Linked DNA regions of Bicyclus anynana: region 2 is linked to region 1. A link is a contact called in public Hi-C data. All regions are on one chromosome and are shown on one strand. Each heading gives the region's core, a stretch centred on a gene start, on an enhancer-like site or on the middle of the called end of the contact. The rest is flanking DNA. Distances are from core to core; before and after follow the strand shown.

Region 1 (4,443 bases), core at 1,729-4,228:
TTACGCTCAAATCGTCAGATTTTCGAAATGTGCAGTTTTTAGCTATCAACTCACCTACCTTATCTTAATCTGACGTGCTGGTTGAGTATTTATGAAGTTAGTTAGTTAGTTTAGTGTAAGGTATAGTCCCTTATGTTTATCTGCCGCGCTCGAGTAACTGCAAAAATCCCCTCTTCGGCTCCTCTACTATTAGCCCTGACATCACAGATCGTTGTGGGTGTGTGTCTTGTACTCAAAAGGCGCACATAATTTATGTGTGTGTATGTCAAGCTGTAATCGGCACTAGTGGCGGCATCGAGAACGCGACCCGGTTCGCCGATCGAGAAAGCATCTACGAAACTCGGTTGAGGCCGCACACTACGGCTTATGCTTATACCACTTGGAAATCTTCGAATTTTTTTTTTATTCGCTCATACGCCTTCACTACAAGTAGGTAGATACTCATTCTGTGGTGCATTAATCAATCTAGGCTAAACACACAATTAACTACAGCATAATCATCATTTATCTACTTTATGTCTACAGATTTAGTTCAATCTAAAGATTTCTCGACTATTGACTGAATAAGAACGTTTATGAAAACACCAAAAAATGTTTATTGCCTAGCATTGATTTGTTTAAATTTCACGGCCACCGTTATGGTAGCATTTTGCCTTGACGGTGAGCCAAGATTTAGTTTCCATTATTAAACTGATTTATATTTATATGCCATACAATAACATGGTAAATCTTTGGATATTTTTACTATTTTATCATTTTAACTATACATTAATTATACATCGCTTAGATTAACATTAACTGAACGAATTCTACTGACGTTTTTATCAATTACTTTGCTTTTGCAAATGATATCTAACAAAAATGGAATTCATCATTAAATACCTGCTGTCATTTATTTGGTTCTTTAGTTTTAAGGTTAATAGCGTTGGAAATTTTTATTCACGTACTTCCACAGGTTTATAAATATACTAGTCGTATAGAGAAATCAAAATCTTTATTCATTAAAATTCAAATATTTTAGCTGGTGGGAGGCTTCGGCCGTGGCTAGTTACCACCCTACCGGCAAAGACGTACCGCCAAGCGATTTAGCGTTCCGGTACGATGCCGTGTAGAAACCGAAAGGGGTGTGGATTTTCATCCTTCACCGATCAAGTTAGCCCGCTTCCATCGTTGACTGCATCATCACTTACCATCAGGTGAGATTGTAGTCAAGGGCTAACTTGTAAAGAATATATAAAAAAAAAAATAACATTGACTTACTTGAAGAATCTATGGTGCATGAGTACATCAAACTAATTTAAAAGTATTAAGGCCGTCCGTGCGATGCCAGGGCGGCCGGCTTGTACATTTTTATTAATTTTATACGCGACCTCTGTTACAGGATTAAACCAATGCTACGCGGCGTACTTCAGTGGCGAACCTCGAAATCTATCGAGGTTTTATAATGGGCACTTCCGTATTCTACGCGCTAAAGTTATCTTTTAAATCAACGGGCGATCCGTTGGTAATCAATTCAAAACATAATTCTCAAGCATATATAGTACCAGTTTTTACATAATATATCCTTAACATTGAACCGTACAACCGTTATTCTTTTTGTTACATCAAAACAACCGTGCTTATCTTAAATTGTTATACAATTATTCCAAAATTTAAAATAATACTCGTAATATAGGTTTAATTTTACTCCATTAATAAGTTAAGTTATTAACTTTACCAATTAAATTCCAAACCCATTTTAATTTTAGTAATTTAAAAAAGATATTTGTTAACTTGAAAGTTAAAACTAAAACCTTAATAGTAATTAAGTGTTTTAAACGCATGTTGAATTAGTCCCACGACAAACAGCACATAATAAATTGGCTTAAAGAGAAAATTACTTTTAAGTCTGATAATTCAAATAAATGGTTTTAGTTTAAGGTATTATTAATTCAAAGCTTTTGATAAAAACACGCATAAGTAATTTTCATAGCAACATTTTTAAATGGGGCATCGGAATCGATTCAGATATAGGTAAGTAAGTACTCAAATAAAGTACACGCGTGTATAAGATTCCCAAGGTTTTTGGAAGTCGGTTAAATATAAAAAATAACAGTAACTGTATCGTAGATAGTGTCTTTATCAAGCCGATACTCGCAATTGCCTAGTTAGTACACGGCAACAAAAACGGGGTCAATTTTGACATCGTAATGCATTTGACCTACATGACAAATGAGTGACGTAGAAAAAAAATTGGGTAAAGTGCTATTCATGAGCATTTGTAGGCTCACTAAGTAGCCTCTTTATTAGATGATATCAGCTACATTCACATTGTGTGGACTAGAGAAGAGCGCATAGTTAAGTGAGGAAACGGTCTTAAATTGTATAGATGATTGGCGAAGTTAGTCAACGTTTTTTTTATGTCACAGATTCGCGTTGATCACTTTATGGTAAATGGTATAATATGAAACGTTCTTTCATAGAAGAGATAAACTGAAACTTAAGATTTAGGAAACACAGGGTCTAGGGCAGACTTAATAATAAAATCAACATTGTCAATCGATGGTCGTCCACTGCTGGACATAAAACTTGACCCGATAATAAAATACGAGTAGCTTGAGATAACAATGAAATATAACGATATAAAGCCCCTGTCCTTAATTAATTAGTACAAATAAGTCAATTTCTTGTACCAATTGTACTCACTTAGTTTTAATTTCTAAGCTAGGAAGTTCTAATCTAAAGCTACAAATTAATTCTAACAATAATAACACTAACGTATACAGACTAGCAAAACTTCACGGTTATACCCGAGTGTATACAATGTTTCCTCTTTAAAATATTAGTGTATATATAATAGATAGAAGATAATAATAAAATAATATTTCATTAAAACAACTAATGCGGCCAGTGTCGGTTTCGGGTCACACTATACGCGGTAAGGGGCACAAGGTAAAAGATGGTACATTGAAAGCGGCCTTAAGCCCAATAGCGAGCTGCGACCGTGTCGCTTCCTATTGGCGTGGAGGCGACAATGCCGGCACTGCCTCCGACTGCTCTGCTGCGAAGGTGACAGAATCGCAAAGGTCGATCACCACTTGATTTTAGTTCCAGCCCCTGTATTCTGTGTCACGCTGTGACAACGTTCGTTCCCATGGTAACTTCGTTGTTAGTGACATTTTAATTTTGACATCCTCTAAACAAAAAGTTCAAATGTTTAAAATTTTCTATTTCTAATGTAATCTTTGCATTATGTCACTTTCGCGAATCTAAACTGAACCATAAATTATTCAAAATCCAAGTTTGGACATTGAAATTTATTTATAAAACGCACGATACGACCTCAACAATAACAACTTTTCTTTATCGAAGTGGGGATTGCGGCCGACATTCTAATAAAAATTCAGTGAATGATGTGCGTTAATTGCGTTGCTATTTTTATTTCATATCTCACCCGAGATATGAACTTTGAATATGAAATCTTGAAATTGTTCAGAAGTGGGATTTTCTCACCAGACATCCCATGAATGTGTCTAGTATGTATTATTACCCTCGCGTTAGTGTTATGCGTTTTACAATATCTAATCAAAAATTATCTACTCAAATTTTACAAGAAATTTTGTATAGTACTTTCTTGTAAACGAGAGCTACTGCGGCCATGAAAACACAATTAATTATGTTTCCGGAATAAGTAGGTATGATGTGAGTGTGACTTTTGTTTAACATCGATACACCTGTTTCTTTTTCTGTTTAAATTTTTGTCTGTCTTAATTAATTTTTAGGTAAATTTTACAACGGTATTTTACTATGAAACAGAAATATGAAGCAAATCATCGATCATAAAATTTGGTTCTACGATTGCGACGACGTTATTATACATAGGTAAAACATTAATATACAAATACTAGCTTGTAGTTAAGTTCTATCTACAAACACCAAATGAAAATACTATTAGCATCAATGTTTTAAGATCACCGAACCATAAATCGGTAGGCAGTGACCCCAAAATCACTAAACAAGAGTAAGGGAGGGAAACACAAACGTTCGAGTTTTACGGGTCAATCGGCACCGCGAGCGGGTTTAGGGCCAACGGGGGAGGACCCTGACACAGATCCCGAAGCGTCAGCGGAGCGCCGCGGAGGCCTCGAGATTCGGTTGTTATAATATCATCGATTCTTCGAAGCACAATTTCGTGTTTCGCTCAAAATGGGTCACCACGCCTCTTCGTGAGCACAGAGTGCGTCGCGATGTCCCCGTCCTGAATTGCCACCTCGGCAAATTAACGTGCCACAGAACCATGTTCCAAATCGACTAATCGGTCATTTGCTACTTTCGAGACAGTTATTTGAACATACGTGTATTCGTCAAACCCCAATTACTTTCAGTCGGCTTTGTGTACCGAGTTTAAAATATACAAGTACATTATATTGTTTTCATTTACTTAGATATGCACATGCAATACAT
Region 2 (4,316 bases), core at 505-3,004, 36 kb before region 1:
ATCTCAGACCAATTATAGAAGGACCTGTATCGCACTCATAGTCACGAACAAAATTGTCTGTCATTTTCTGAAGAAAACGACCTTAGATTTGGTATATATCTTATACTAAACCAGAAGTTTTTGCCCGTTTTTTAAACAATTCAATTACACAAAAAGGTATTTTTACGGAGCTCTTTAACCGACGAACAAGATTACAACTATTTAACATCGATTCTATAGAGACAGTTTTTATAATCGCATTAGATCGTTGATCATATACTTTGACAGAAAAGTAACGTCTAGCGAGGCAGGTCCTATACAATAATTGGTCTGAGTATATAATACATATTATATACAGTTTAATATCTCCACAGTTCCAAACCACTACGAAACCGCGTTGTATATTTTATACATTTTACGTCTATTGAAGAAGCGACCACTTCGAACACCTGACAACAAGTTTACGACAAATAAAAGCGTGAGTAACCCTTTGCTCACCTATGTTGTACAAATAACTTTAGATTAGAATGATGTAGCGCGGTTTACGACCCAAGGCGTTTGCCAATTTTATAACGGTTGAGTTATTGTCCCATTTGAGATGGTTAGACACGAGTATGTTTTCTTACTTGTCTATTTATTTTCTTCATTCGATCTTGGAGAATCAAAGATTGACATGTAACCTATATCGCCGCGCGGTTTCACCCGCGTGGTTTCCATTCCCGTAAGAATACGGGGATGATATATAGCCTATAGCCTTCCTCGATAAATGGGCTATCTAACACTGAAAGAATTTTTCAAATTGGACCAGTAGTTCCTGAGATTTGCGCGTTTAATCAAACAAACAAACAAACGTACTCTTCAACTTTATAATATTAGTATAGATATATATGTATTAGAAAAATCCGTTTATTAGTTTCGGAAATCAGAATGTTTCACTATACATACCTATAAATGTATTTATAAAAACCCTTTTGTTCGTTTTGGAGACAATAATACTGGTATTCGTTTCATATTAGATTACTTTCTTAAATAGCTCTCTCTCTCTCTCTCTCTCTCTAATATGTGTAATGTACTCATTGATAATGTACTGACTGTTCGTAGTGTTGGCAGTGCCAGATAGTTCGTTGATCGCGATTTCGAGTCCATTAGCGCATTTGTAAGCAATATGAAATTATATCAACGACACGTTGCAGCGATGTACGGAATTTAACTCGCAGAAGAGAGAAGATGAAAAAAGAAGCCAAATTAGATAAGCAGCTGCTAAAATAAATAACCCAAAGTAGAGCAATTGAATTTGTTTTGTTTAGGAGCTCCTACTCGCACTATGCGATTCCATCATCATACCAGCTCCATATAATACCATAGTAATGAATTACCACCAAAGGTGTGATACAACGATTGAACTGTAATTTCGTTTTATGGCTGGTGGGAGGCTTCGGCCGTGGCTAGTTTTAGCAATTTAGCGTTCCGGTACGATGATGTGTAAAAACCGAAAAGGGGTGTGGATTTTCATCCTCCTCCTAACAAGTTAGCCCGCTACCATCTTAGACTGCATCATCACTTACCATCAGGTGAGGTTGCAGTCAAGTGCTAACTTGTAAAGAATAAAAAAAAAAATTTTAGCTAACAGTATTACTAGTTGGTTGACAAGTACTCGTAAATAAAAGCTCGTAAAGGTTCAGTCAGTCGGAGACGTCGGAGTATACACGTGGGGGCCCTCGGCACGACGAGGTGGGCACATGGGCACTCCGAGGTCAGGCCTAGGCGGTGCGCTGGGGCTTGGTCGTTGCCCCCGACCGTTGCTTGCTTGCCGGCCTGCGAGCTTGCGGTGCTGCTGGGGTCTTCGGCCGGTCACCGACCCGCCGCAAGGCCGCCCGCATCATCCCCGCTTTCTTGGATTACAACTATATCCATCGCGAAACCCAAGGTTTTTATTTTGACCATCGGAACCTTAATATATTGTATACATAATACCTCCATCTATATATTGAAATTGTTACTCGTATTTAGGTACCTCCCACCTACTAACTAATAACTTTAACTACTAAACTAACGGTATCCTTTTAAGCAATACCTATTTACTAGGAATTTATTTACCTATTTTCTACTAATTAATATTGTTACATATTTACAAGAGCTTAGTCATATTGGCGGTGAAATACATTTATTTTCTAAACATTATATCATAAAAGAAGTAACTTACAAATCGATGAAGATAATTAATTAACGAAACAGTGACAATTAATATTAATTGTTACTGTTTTCAGACTTAGTTACGCTTCTGTGTTTGTTACCTATGTTTTATGTGGTTTACTCTAAATATAACTACTTACATAATAAATGAAAGAGAAAAAAAAGTTTTGATATTATTATATATTCGACATTTTGTATTTAGTAACAAGGTTATTTATTATGGTTCCATCCATAATAGTCAAGTAATTATGACACAATTGTGGTCAATGTATTTACGCATTCAGTTTCCTGTACGCTTACCTACCGACCTAATAAATTAATAATTAATAATTATAATTATACCAGTAACGCTTGCAATAAGAACTACCTATGGAGAAAATAAAAATAATTATATATTTACTTGGATAGGTTTATTTATATTGGATAGGTACTAGGCTCAAGTTTCTAGAATCACCCATACGAGTATTTAACATAAATTGCTTTACATCACTTCGGCCGTGGCTCTCTACAATTTAATATGGATATGGATAATTCAAGTGCGCTTTGAAGAAAGGGCATATAGGTGCAGTGTCCAATATATCCCAACAGGGTAATATTGGCACAGTTTGCAACTTTAGAGCTGACTAAATGTTTGACGCATATTATAGATATCTACCATCGGCGAAAAGTCCATAATATAGGCCGATTCCCGTCGGGTTACCTTTTAAAAAGCAATACATAATAATGAATATGTAAAGATGTAAGAGAAACCGGAGTTATTATCAAGCGGTATGAATTTCCTTCTCTCTGGCACGGCTTACCTTCGTCAAAATTCCATCCTTCGCCACTGGTACCTATGTATATGTATCTCAACGTTGTTAATGTTATTGCTTCTTAAAAGTAAGCTACCTACTGTCATTACTCCTACCGTATCATCGAATGAGATCATAGTAAATCGCTAATCAATATGTACAAAAAAAAATCCAAGACAGCTGATAGAAGATATAATTGACATGATAACGATACGTAATTTAAAAATACTTTAATTACAGTTACTTAAATTAGTATACTCGTATTTACATTATTAGTGGTAAGTTATTCTTGTTAACAATAAAATTAATGCTATTAATATCCATTGTTAAATGGATTTTAAATGCAAAATAAAAATTGACGTTACTACGAAAAGTATGAGATATCAATATTTCTTTTCAAGTTACTAACTAACCACCACATTGGTCTTTTTACCCGACTGCAAGTAGGGTTATGTTTTTCGCGCGTATCTTGTATGTATGTATGTATGTATATATGTATGTATGTATGTATGTAATATTCTTTATTACCTCATACCTTCCAAACCACTGAACGGATTTACGTAATTAGGATATCGTTAGATTTGTCTCAATAACCCAAGTGTTCTTAGATAGGTGAAACTAAAAAAAAAATAACAAGACGACTGTGAGACGCTATAGACTCGAGGTGAAAAAAATTTTTTTTTTTCCTAATATTGCAATATGGGTGTCAAATTGAAGAGCTTTTTGTGAGGATTCTAAAATGGTATATAATGGCCATGTTTAAAAAAAACTACAATTAGAAAAACGGTATTTATTAGTTGTCTATACAAAATACGCGAGGCGGATGACTATAGGTGCGAGCAGGTTTGTGAGGTGAAGTTATAAACTGAACTGACTAAATTAAATATATTGATTATAAAAATCCGCCAAGTGCGAGTCGGATTCGCCCACCGAGCGTTCCGTAGGTTTTTTTGAATATTTGCTTAACCACGGTTGGACGTATAACTTATCGTTCTTTGTAATAAACGTAATAAATAAATCCGAAATTAACCACCTATTGTAACTAAAAAGTGTGAAATAAATAAATTAATTAAACAAATAAAAAAACCCGACTGCATAAAGTATAAAAAAACTGAAAAGAAAAAAAACAAGCTCAGTCCAGAAGTGAAGAAAGCAATTAGAAAACAGTCGGGACCTTAGATATTGGATAGAATGATTTTCTTCTACATTATTTAATAGGTCCCGACTGTTTTCTAATTGCTTTCTACACTTCTGGACTGAGCTTGTTTTTTTTCTTTTCAGTTTTTTTATACTTTATGCAGTCGGGTTTTTTTATTTGTTTAATTAATTTATTAACAAATGTACCTAGTGCCT

What was found. A called contact is a pair of places that touch in the nucleus more often than the background predicts.
Region 2: a Hi-C map of whole larva shows a contact between it and region 1, with 2.4 times the contacts expected there. The contact joins two enhancer-like sites. A contact is called at or near these places in 2 of 2 Hi-C or Micro-C datasets (whole body and whole larva).

The regions. Positions count from the first base shown.
Region 1 is chr12:10,425,151-10,429,593 of ilBicAnyn1.1, reverse strand. The region is part of intron 2 of LOC112054017 (protein roadkill); the gene reads right to left. Among protein-coding and RNA genes, the nearest start is that of LOC112054017, 39 kb to the right of the region's middle. Within about 2 kb of position 2,978, at least 4 of the 8 cell types and tissues checked have open chromatin away from gene starts, as enhancers often do.
Region 2 is chr12:10,459,594-10,463,909 of ilBicAnyn1.1, reverse strand. All of the region lies in intron 3 of LOC112054017 (protein roadkill), which reads right to left. Among protein-coding and RNA genes, the nearest start is that of LOC112054018, 21 kb to the left of the region's middle. Within about 2 kb of position 1,754, at least 8 of the 8 cell types and tissues checked have open chromatin away from gene starts, as enhancers often do.